Linked DNA regions of Anas platyrhynchos: region 1 is linked to region 2. Evidence: chromatin contacts called from public Hi-C data. All regions are on one chromosome and are shown on one strand. The core of a region is the stretch at or near the end of the contact, and the rest is flanking DNA. Distances in the headings are between cores, read along the strand shown.

What was found. Hi-C and Micro-C count contacts between places; a contact is called where the count stands out from the background.
Region 1: a contact with region 2 is called in a Hi-C map of skeletal muscle, with 2.1 times the contacts expected there. The contact joins the promoter of OSBPL8 here to the enhancer-like site in region 2. A contact is called at or near these places in 2 of 8 Hi-C or Micro-C datasets (skeletal muscle and subcutaneous adipose tissue).

The regions. Positions count from the first base shown.
Region 1 is chr1:40,282,420-40,286,488 of IASCAAS_PekinDuck_T2T, forward strand. OSBPL8 (oxysterol binding protein like 8) reads right to left here and starts at 2,817. Exons shown (of 24, transcript XM_027454754.3): 1 at 2,660-2,817.
Region 2 is chr1:40,121,115-40,125,508 of IASCAAS_PekinDuck_T2T, forward strand. NAP1L1 (nucleosome assembly protein 1 like 1) reads right to left here. Exons shown (of 15, transcript XM_072035087.1): 2 at 3,259-3,291; 3 at 2,470-2,558; 4 at 1-8. The coding sequence starts at 3,275. Among named protein-coding and RNA genes, the nearest start is that of NAP1L1, 14 kb to the right of the region's middle. Within about 2 kb of position 2,852, at least 3 of the 8 cell types and tissues checked have an H3K27ac peak or open chromatin away from gene starts, as enhancers often do.

The DNA.
Region 1 (4,069 bases), core at 1,567-4,066, 160 kb after region 2:
ACATGCAGATAGGGCATGAAGTAACCCAAGCTTAGATGCTGCAAGAACACTAAAATGAGATATGAAGGGAAACGGGTGAATGAAAAAACAGAGGAAGATTGGATACGCACACTCCAGCATCGTGTCAAAGTCACTGCAAACTTAGGAGCTTTCAGAGATACAGATGTAACATTTTTACTGGCTGAAGGACCAACATTGCACACTGAGGGAAAAAGCTAACGCAGCTAAAACTCCCATCTACAACCAAGGGTGTGAGGAAAATGAGGATTATTTATTCATCTTGGACCATAAGTAAAAGCTACTTCTTCAAAACGAAAATCTCGCTTCCCAAATGCCTCTTACCATCTGTCAAACACTTTTAGCTGCTCTCAAGAGGCTTTTTATGCTACCATATACATTACATCTGCAACAGATTTTCTTGTTGTAGAGTACAGATGGAATAAAACATTGTTTTACAACAAACACAGCAAAACACTGCATGGGACTTTGACTGTGTGCAATCCAGAACCAGCCACGCCGAACAGAACCCTTCTGACTAACATCCAACCCTTCTGCTAATCAGCACCCTATTACAACAATTGTTTCCTAAACACTGCTCAGTTCACAGGGTTCAACACCTGACCTCTAAAAGGAAAGCACGCGTGCAATGGCAATCCTCAAAATACTAAGCTCCGTCAAGTCAACAGTACGAAATTATAAAACTGAATTGGCTGAAACAAACCAGTTGGAAAGCGCGCGACTTGCTGTTACCATGAGCTGGCCAAGTGTTTCTTTAAGATAAAGCCACGAGGAGCTGCTGCTATTCTGCTTCAACTGATGGAGTTTGAGGCAGAGAAACCATGTCCTTGAGCAAAAGTTAATTTAATAAAAAACACGTCCAAAATTTTGCAGATTGTACAAGCTTGGGGTCAAAGTAAGCGCACAAAGTAACAACATATTGTCTCTACTAATTCTCAATATTGTAAATGTTATTTTTTCAAAGGAAACAACTTACTTTTTTTTCCATTTCTGGTTACAATTTAGACCTTCTGACACCTAAAGAACTTGCAAAAGCTATGCTAGTCTTAACATCTGCTCAAACATTTTCCAGGGAAGTTCCAAGCGTGACACAGGGCCTGCTGCATTGCTCCAGCTGTAAGCTGAGCTCCACTCCTCATTGTGTATTAGTGGAGAGCTGTCAGCAGCAGAGGGAAGGAGGCAAACCCCGGGCAGGCTGAAGTTAAACAGAAAGGTTATCAACTTCAACCACAACACAAGACAACAGAAAAAGAAATCGCTCGAGCAAAATCCAGAAGCAGCCCTCTAAAAGAAACTGAAGCCTGTGGAAGAACTTCCCCCCCTCACCAAGACTGTGCCCATCACCTCCTGCATCTCAAACAGAGGCACTGCTGAACCATACAGCTGTCAACTACAGGTTATAACAAAAGCTAACTGAACGGGCTGTTTAGCAAAGTAGAAAAGCTTTATTAACTTGACATCAGCACAAACACGGAATGGGAAAGGAGGGGAAAAACGACGGTACCGTTCACTTAGTGCAGAGCTGCTCGACATCTAGCAGCTGTACTTCTTACTTCCTCAGCAGCGTGCCGAAACAGCCTAGGTGAAGAACCACGGTATTGCGTTTCCTGTCATGACAGGGACTGCGCAAGTACCTGCCACAAAAACCTCTCAGCTGTTCCCCGTCTCTTCAGCAGCACATCTGCCACGCAAGCGGGATCTGCATTAACGGCGTAGCATATTAAAAGCTATAAGTTACCTGACCAAGATTTCCGCATTACAGTTTGGGGAATGCCATCAAACTTTGATGCTTGCAGGGCTTCTGTTACACTGAGCGCAACTGAAGAAACCCCGCGCTCTGAGGCAGTCAGGCTACCCGGTTTCCTCACCGTGTCTTCACTGAAGGTCCTTTCACGTTTCCTTCACAATTCTCTCATTCGCTGAACACCACACGTTGCCGTTCTGCTTTTAATCACAGACCTGATTACCTCAGAGCTTGATGTAGGCTCGTAAAAAAACGCTGCCTGGCCCACCCGGGAGCTTCATCTCCGCGATGCCGTGCCCCTTCTGCAACAAATTCATCTTCTGCTCCCTAACAAAAGGCCAAGGGACCAGCACCAGAAAGCACCGAGCCCCCTAGCAGGCTTCTCGGTCACTTGGACATGACATTCACAGCCTGTGGGCACATCTCCCACTAACCCCAGCCTTTCGGTTTCCTCAGGAGTGACACCGGGACCACGCAGCGGGACCACTGCCGGTCCTGACCCCATTCCCTGCCCCAGCCCCGCATTTTGCTCCTGCAGCAGCACAAACTGCTCCTCGCCTCTACAAGTTACGGAGCCCGAGCACCGCGGGGAACCCCAGCAGCGCATCTGGGGCGCCCCGGGGCTGGCAGCCGATGGCCATTTTCTGAAGGCGCCGCGTTGGGGCGATTTCAGGGGAAAGCGGGCTTCAGAGGCGCTCTGCCCCTTACTTATGTCTGGGGGAGGGAAAAAGGGGTCTGTCCGACAAGGCTCCTGCACGCTGCGGCGGGGCAGACCCGCTCGTTTCATTTTATTTATTTATTTTTTTCCCCAAAAATTTCCCCAATCGGGTCGGTACCGAACGCGAGTTACCGCCCCGCTGCCCAAGCCTCGCCCCCCGCACCCCGCTCACCGCTCACCTCGCCTGCACCCTCCGGCGAAGCGGCTCGGCTCGGCTCGGCTCGGCTCGGCTCGGCTCGGCTCAGCCCGGCCCGCTGCGAGCAGAGCGGCGCCGTGCCCGTGCCCGCGCCCCTTCCCCTCCCACCCCCGTGCTCGTCCTCGTGCTCGGCCCCGGCCCCGGCGCGGCCCCGCCCCGCCGCTCCCCGGCCGCGCGCGCGCACGCGTAGGCGCGCACCCCGCTCCCCGGTCGCCGCTTGATCCCCTCATCCGCCGCCGCCAGCGGGCGGGGGCGAGCGCAGGCCCGCCCCGCCCCGTCACGGGGCTGCCGGCGGAGGGCCCGCCCCGCGGCTGAGGGGGCCGTGGGGGGCTGGATCCGCGTTTGTTTTTTAAAAAAATCGCACAGAACCATTAAGGTTGGCAAAGATCTCCAAAATCATCTGGTCCAACCGTCCCCTACCACCAATGTCACCCCCTAAAGCATGTCCCCAAGCACCACATCCAACCTTGCCTTGAGCACCCCCAGGGACGGTGACTCCACCGCCTCCCTGGGCAGCCCATCCCAGTGCCTAATTAGTCTTCCTGAGCAGAAATGTCTCCTCATTCCCACTCTGAACCTCCCCTGGCACAACTTGAGGCCATTCCCTCTCGTCCTACCACTGGTTATCTGCGACAAGAGGCTGACCCCCAGCTCCCCATCTCATTACAGGTCCCCTCATAGCAGTTTTAAACGTGCCACTGGCAATATAAAACCGCAGTGAGCAGCTCACATATCACATTCCCATCTTTAAAATAAAATGAAAATGTACCTCAGTTTTCATCACCTGCCAGCTGATACAACTGGAAGCAGCTGCAAACTGCTGAGTAACTTTTGGAAATGCTGAGCATCTTCTTTCCACTTACATCAAGAGAAAGTACCGTCAGGGCATTCAGAAGCGTTTGGCACCTTTGGCACTGCCCAGCTAACTAACGATGCAGAAAGTTGTCAAAGGATTAATGTTTCTGACCCCAAAAATAAGACTTCCAGCTCAATCTATTTTTCAGAGTATTATCTGCTGTACCTCATTATGTAGCAGTGTCACTAGGAGTCCATTATCTTGGGCTAATGTTCCACTCACAATCTTTTCATTCTGTTCCTTGAATAATCCGAGTTAATTAAAAGGCTGAGTATCTTTCATCAGTGCCTTTTTTTCCCTTTCAAATACTTCTGTAGAAATGTCTTGTATGTATTCCTGGCTGCAGCAGATTGCTTTTTTTTTTTTTTTTTTCCTTCCACAGCAATTAGGTACAAACTGTTGAAGAATACAGAGAACAATTATTTTCATTATTATAAATTATTTGAAGTTTCTTTGTACAAAGCTTTGTATAACTAAATGCTACTTCTCCCCAAAGGAAGGCTGTGGAAGGAGATAATTCACTCGTTTAAGAGTTAC
Region 2 (4,394 bases), core at 1,602-4,101:
CTGCCGAGCTAAATTGGAAAAGAAAAAACTGTAAATGCAAAAAGTACATCTTCTGGATTCATCTTGGATTACTATAAAAAGCAGTAAGTTTATTATATACATTTGTGAGAAGAAATACAGGCAGAAAAGTATTTCAGACATCTATTTGAGAAGCATGGATCAAGTCCATCCCATCCTCATCAAAAACCTGGATTAAAATTGCCACTGTTCAGCAAACCGAGCTTTTGTTAAAAGGTCTGGCTTTACATGATACTTCTAAAAGCATCCGTTGTTTCTACTTGACTTCTACTTCAAAACTCATCAGAAAAATGCAAAGTAGTAGATTTCATGCCGTTAATTTAAGAAGTCAAAATTGGAGTTGGGATTTCCATTCCATTTCAGATGAAACAAGACTGCTTCAGACTTGGATTTAGAGTTTTTTTTTAATTTTTTTTTTTTTTTTTTTACAAATCTATGCTTACATATTTTTTCTTGCAAAATAAATTATTCATTAGAACATTTTTAAAGGAATAGCATATCAATCCAATCAACTCAGTCTGACACGTTATTGATTACAGAATATCAGTGCTAAGTACTTAATTTCTATTAGTAACCTCTTTAGAAATCATTTTGCCCAAATGGGAAATCTGTTTCAAATTATATGATAGAAGTACATTTTAGAAAACACACAAATTGCTAGCTTAAGTGCTCTGTATCATCACCTCTTTTACTTCAGCTCAAAGTCTGTGCCTAAGCAACCTGTAGAAGTTCATTTTAATAAGAATTTATTATAATTTTTAATCATGCTGTTTTGCCTTCTTCCCCCATCTTCAACATTTACAGGTATGCAAACAAGTAGTATATCATAAGGCATAGAAAATATCTTCATTAACTGGCACCTTCAAATGAATGTGGAGCTTTTCAATCCTTCCTGATACATCAAGTTGTTTTTTTGTTAAGTAATATTCAGTTCACCATTTCTATGCCCTTCGCTAGAATAACCATGTGAGCATCCTCTTCTACTTTTATGTCCTACCAATTAAATTACATATTGAGAAATTTTATCTCAAGTGACACCCAAAAAAGAGGCCTGTTCTGTGAAGCCTGTAGTATCTCCATAAAGACACATTTCAGCAGTAGATGTAGTTGCTTCTTAGAAGCACAATACCACATTAGTTAACACCAACCATCTTGTTAAGCTATCTTCGTTTGCTCTGGTCTTACTAATCATTACTTTCCTTAACCTAAAAACCTACCCAACTGTGCAATTTGAGTCTGTTTTGAGGTATTCTTTTAAATACCAAACCTGTACACACCATAAAAATGGCATGCCAGTGCCAACATTCCCTCAAACTGAAAGCCAACCCCATATCTGTTCTGCAAGTCCTTGGATACATTAACCTTTTGTTTTTCAGTTAGGTTTTTACCAAAAAGCAAGAGTGCTTTACTTAAGTGTTACCTGAACAGTCTTCAATATATTTAAAAATTAAATCATCCAGGTTAAAAAAAAAAGAAAAAGGCTAGGATGTGGAAAAAATGTGCATGGTAAAAGACACTAGAAAGCCAGCAAAAGAACTGCTTGGCAGTCTTCATTTCAGAAGACTGAAAAGTTCCCTAGTACTGAAATGTTCTTCACTTGCAAAACTCCATTTCCCTCCAAGATGTACATGCATATAGTGTGATTTCCCCTCTCAGATCCTCATGTATCATTGCTGGGATTAAATACTAAAAATACCATTACTCAACTCTAGGTTCCTTTGGGACACCTGATTATTTAACATTTAATTATTGTAAGCATCTTCATCTGACCTACATTATCCAAAATTTTGCAATCCAGCTTTGGAAACACTTTCAATAGTGATAACAAAGCCTCTAACGCCACCTTGAGGAAAGTTTTCTAGTTTTTCATTAGTGTTACTACTTTGCTCAGGAAAACATGGAATGTAGCATTATCAGCAATCCAAGCTATTTTATTACAGAGATTATCATCTCTCATACAAGCTATTTCTCATTTGGCTAATTGCTCTCAGATACTATCTGCATCCCCAATTTTTAACTGTAACATTTGAGTAGGACTGCTCAGCACAGAGATGAAACAAGTGTTCTCATACATGTTCAGGCCTTCTTGAGAGAAACAATCAAAATAATACATATATGTATTATTTATTTATTTATTAAGAAAAAGGCTATCAGCTACTAGCTTTGAAATAATTTGTTAACACATCCACAATAACCTTCTCTTTTCCAATTATACAACCCTACAGGTGGTCAGGTCTACTTGCACTGGTACTGACCATGACTAAAATGAACAACAGTGTACAACTAATAAAAGACACAACTAGGGAAAAAAGTCCTTGCTTCAGAATTTAAACAGAGACTACTCTGTTGTATAAGCCATTAAGCTTTACCACTTCCTTTTAAGAAGAAAATTTTAACATTAACAAGAAAGCACATATGCAGCTACTTCAAAAGACTTGTTTTCAACATTACCTTTGCTGTTGGCATCTTCACCAGCTTCCTCCTCTTCTACTTCTTCAACATCTTCCATATCTTGTTGATCAAGTTCAGACTGTTCTTTGCTATTAGGAATATTTAATAATAGAATTAATAAGTTAACTTTTTTAAATTATAAATGAGCTCAAAGAGTCAGAGATCACATTGGTACAAGCAAACTGATGCACTAATTTTTAATCTATGAAAATTCGAAAGTTGTAATAGCCAAAGTCAAATTTGTCTTCATAGATTCAGTGTTAGTTTCAGACTGAGCAGTTTATAGAACTAGCACCTTTTCAAAGTTTTGAAGTTAAAATTCCTTTACAGAAGGATTCCTTCAGCTCCTACTGATATCAGCAAGTACAAGCCTCCTCCTGCCCTATGCATCCTCTTTGTTATGATGTGCAGGCCTTGAGAACTGAGATTAGATTCACCCAAACAATACTTCAAATCCCACAAAACTACACACATTCAAAGTACAGAGAAAGCTACGTTCAGTGAAATAATGGTAACGGGTAGTACTAGCATTTTTCCCTACAGAATTCCAGCTAACGTGGTAAGTTAACTGGTTCCTTACCCGTCTTATACAGTTAAGATCCCAAACCAATTTGGCATGAGCAACTCGGGCTCTCCTCCCACGTGCAAATGCTGTAAAACTCATCTTGCCACAAAGTCAAGATCACGTTGTAGTAGATAGACCCTGTCCCTCATATATCTGGAGGGAACAGGCATCTGAAGTACATAACAGGACAGCTACAGCCTCAGTAACCTACAGATTTTACTTACTTGTCGATGTCTGCCATGCTCAGATTTCAAACCCTAGAAGAAAACACAATGCAAAAACAGCATTAGATTTCATTTACAAGCTCTACAGGCAAGTGCCATAACACTTAAAAGGAAACAAACTATGCCAGCTTTTAGAAATAGGATAAATACATATTGTAGTCTAAAGTGGCATAGCCCCCATGCAAATGTTTTGAACTTTCACTCTAAAGCATACAGAAATACTGGAAAATGTCACTCTGGTTTAGAGCCAATAAATCTACTAACATACATTTAAATACCAGGAAAAAAAAAAAAACACATTGCATTTTGTATCGCAGGATTGTGTTAATATCAAAAATTGGTAACTAATCTTATCTAATTAAAAGTAACAAAATTATGAAACGTAATCTGAGAAAAAGTAAAGTAACAAGAGTGCTAAAAACCCTTTTGCTAAATTTTACTCACTTTCAGCATGTAATTGCAGACAATTCTTACTGCTGAATCATGTTCTTTAATACTAAACATGCCTTCTTGTGGATTCATGTTTAATCCTAGCTTTACAAAACCAATCCAAGTAGTTCCTCAAAACACCCAGAGAATTGCCACATATAATTAATTTGATGACACTGCACCAAGCTAATTACAGAGCTAATTTCCATGTCCTAAACAATCAGAATTTTAAGTACCTCAGCATCACCATAAGCATGCTCAAGCCTACAAATACGACGTGTTGAGACTATTGCACATCTCGCATGCCACAAAGCACATGCGTTCTCAAATGTATTACAAGATGAAAAACACTTTCCGCCAGCAAAACAATACTTTGAAATCTAGACTACAAAAATATGTTTCTGGTAATATGTTCTGGTTGCATGTAACCAGATTCAATTCCCTCGTACGTGGAAAAACAGAAAACCAGCTGTTTGTCCATCTATTTCAGAAAAATGCAGTATTTCCTATCAAACAGAACAGCAGCACTACCACAAACCCAAGATCATGCAACAATTCATTAAGAAACTGACGAGTTCCAGGAACATTTCTGACTCATTGGAAGTTCTGTAAGATCCAGCTCGTGTTTGCTTGTTGTGTGACCCCAGGTTCACACATGGATGCAAGCTGCCTCTAGACCAGTCCCAGCCTCCTCCCCAAACCATTCT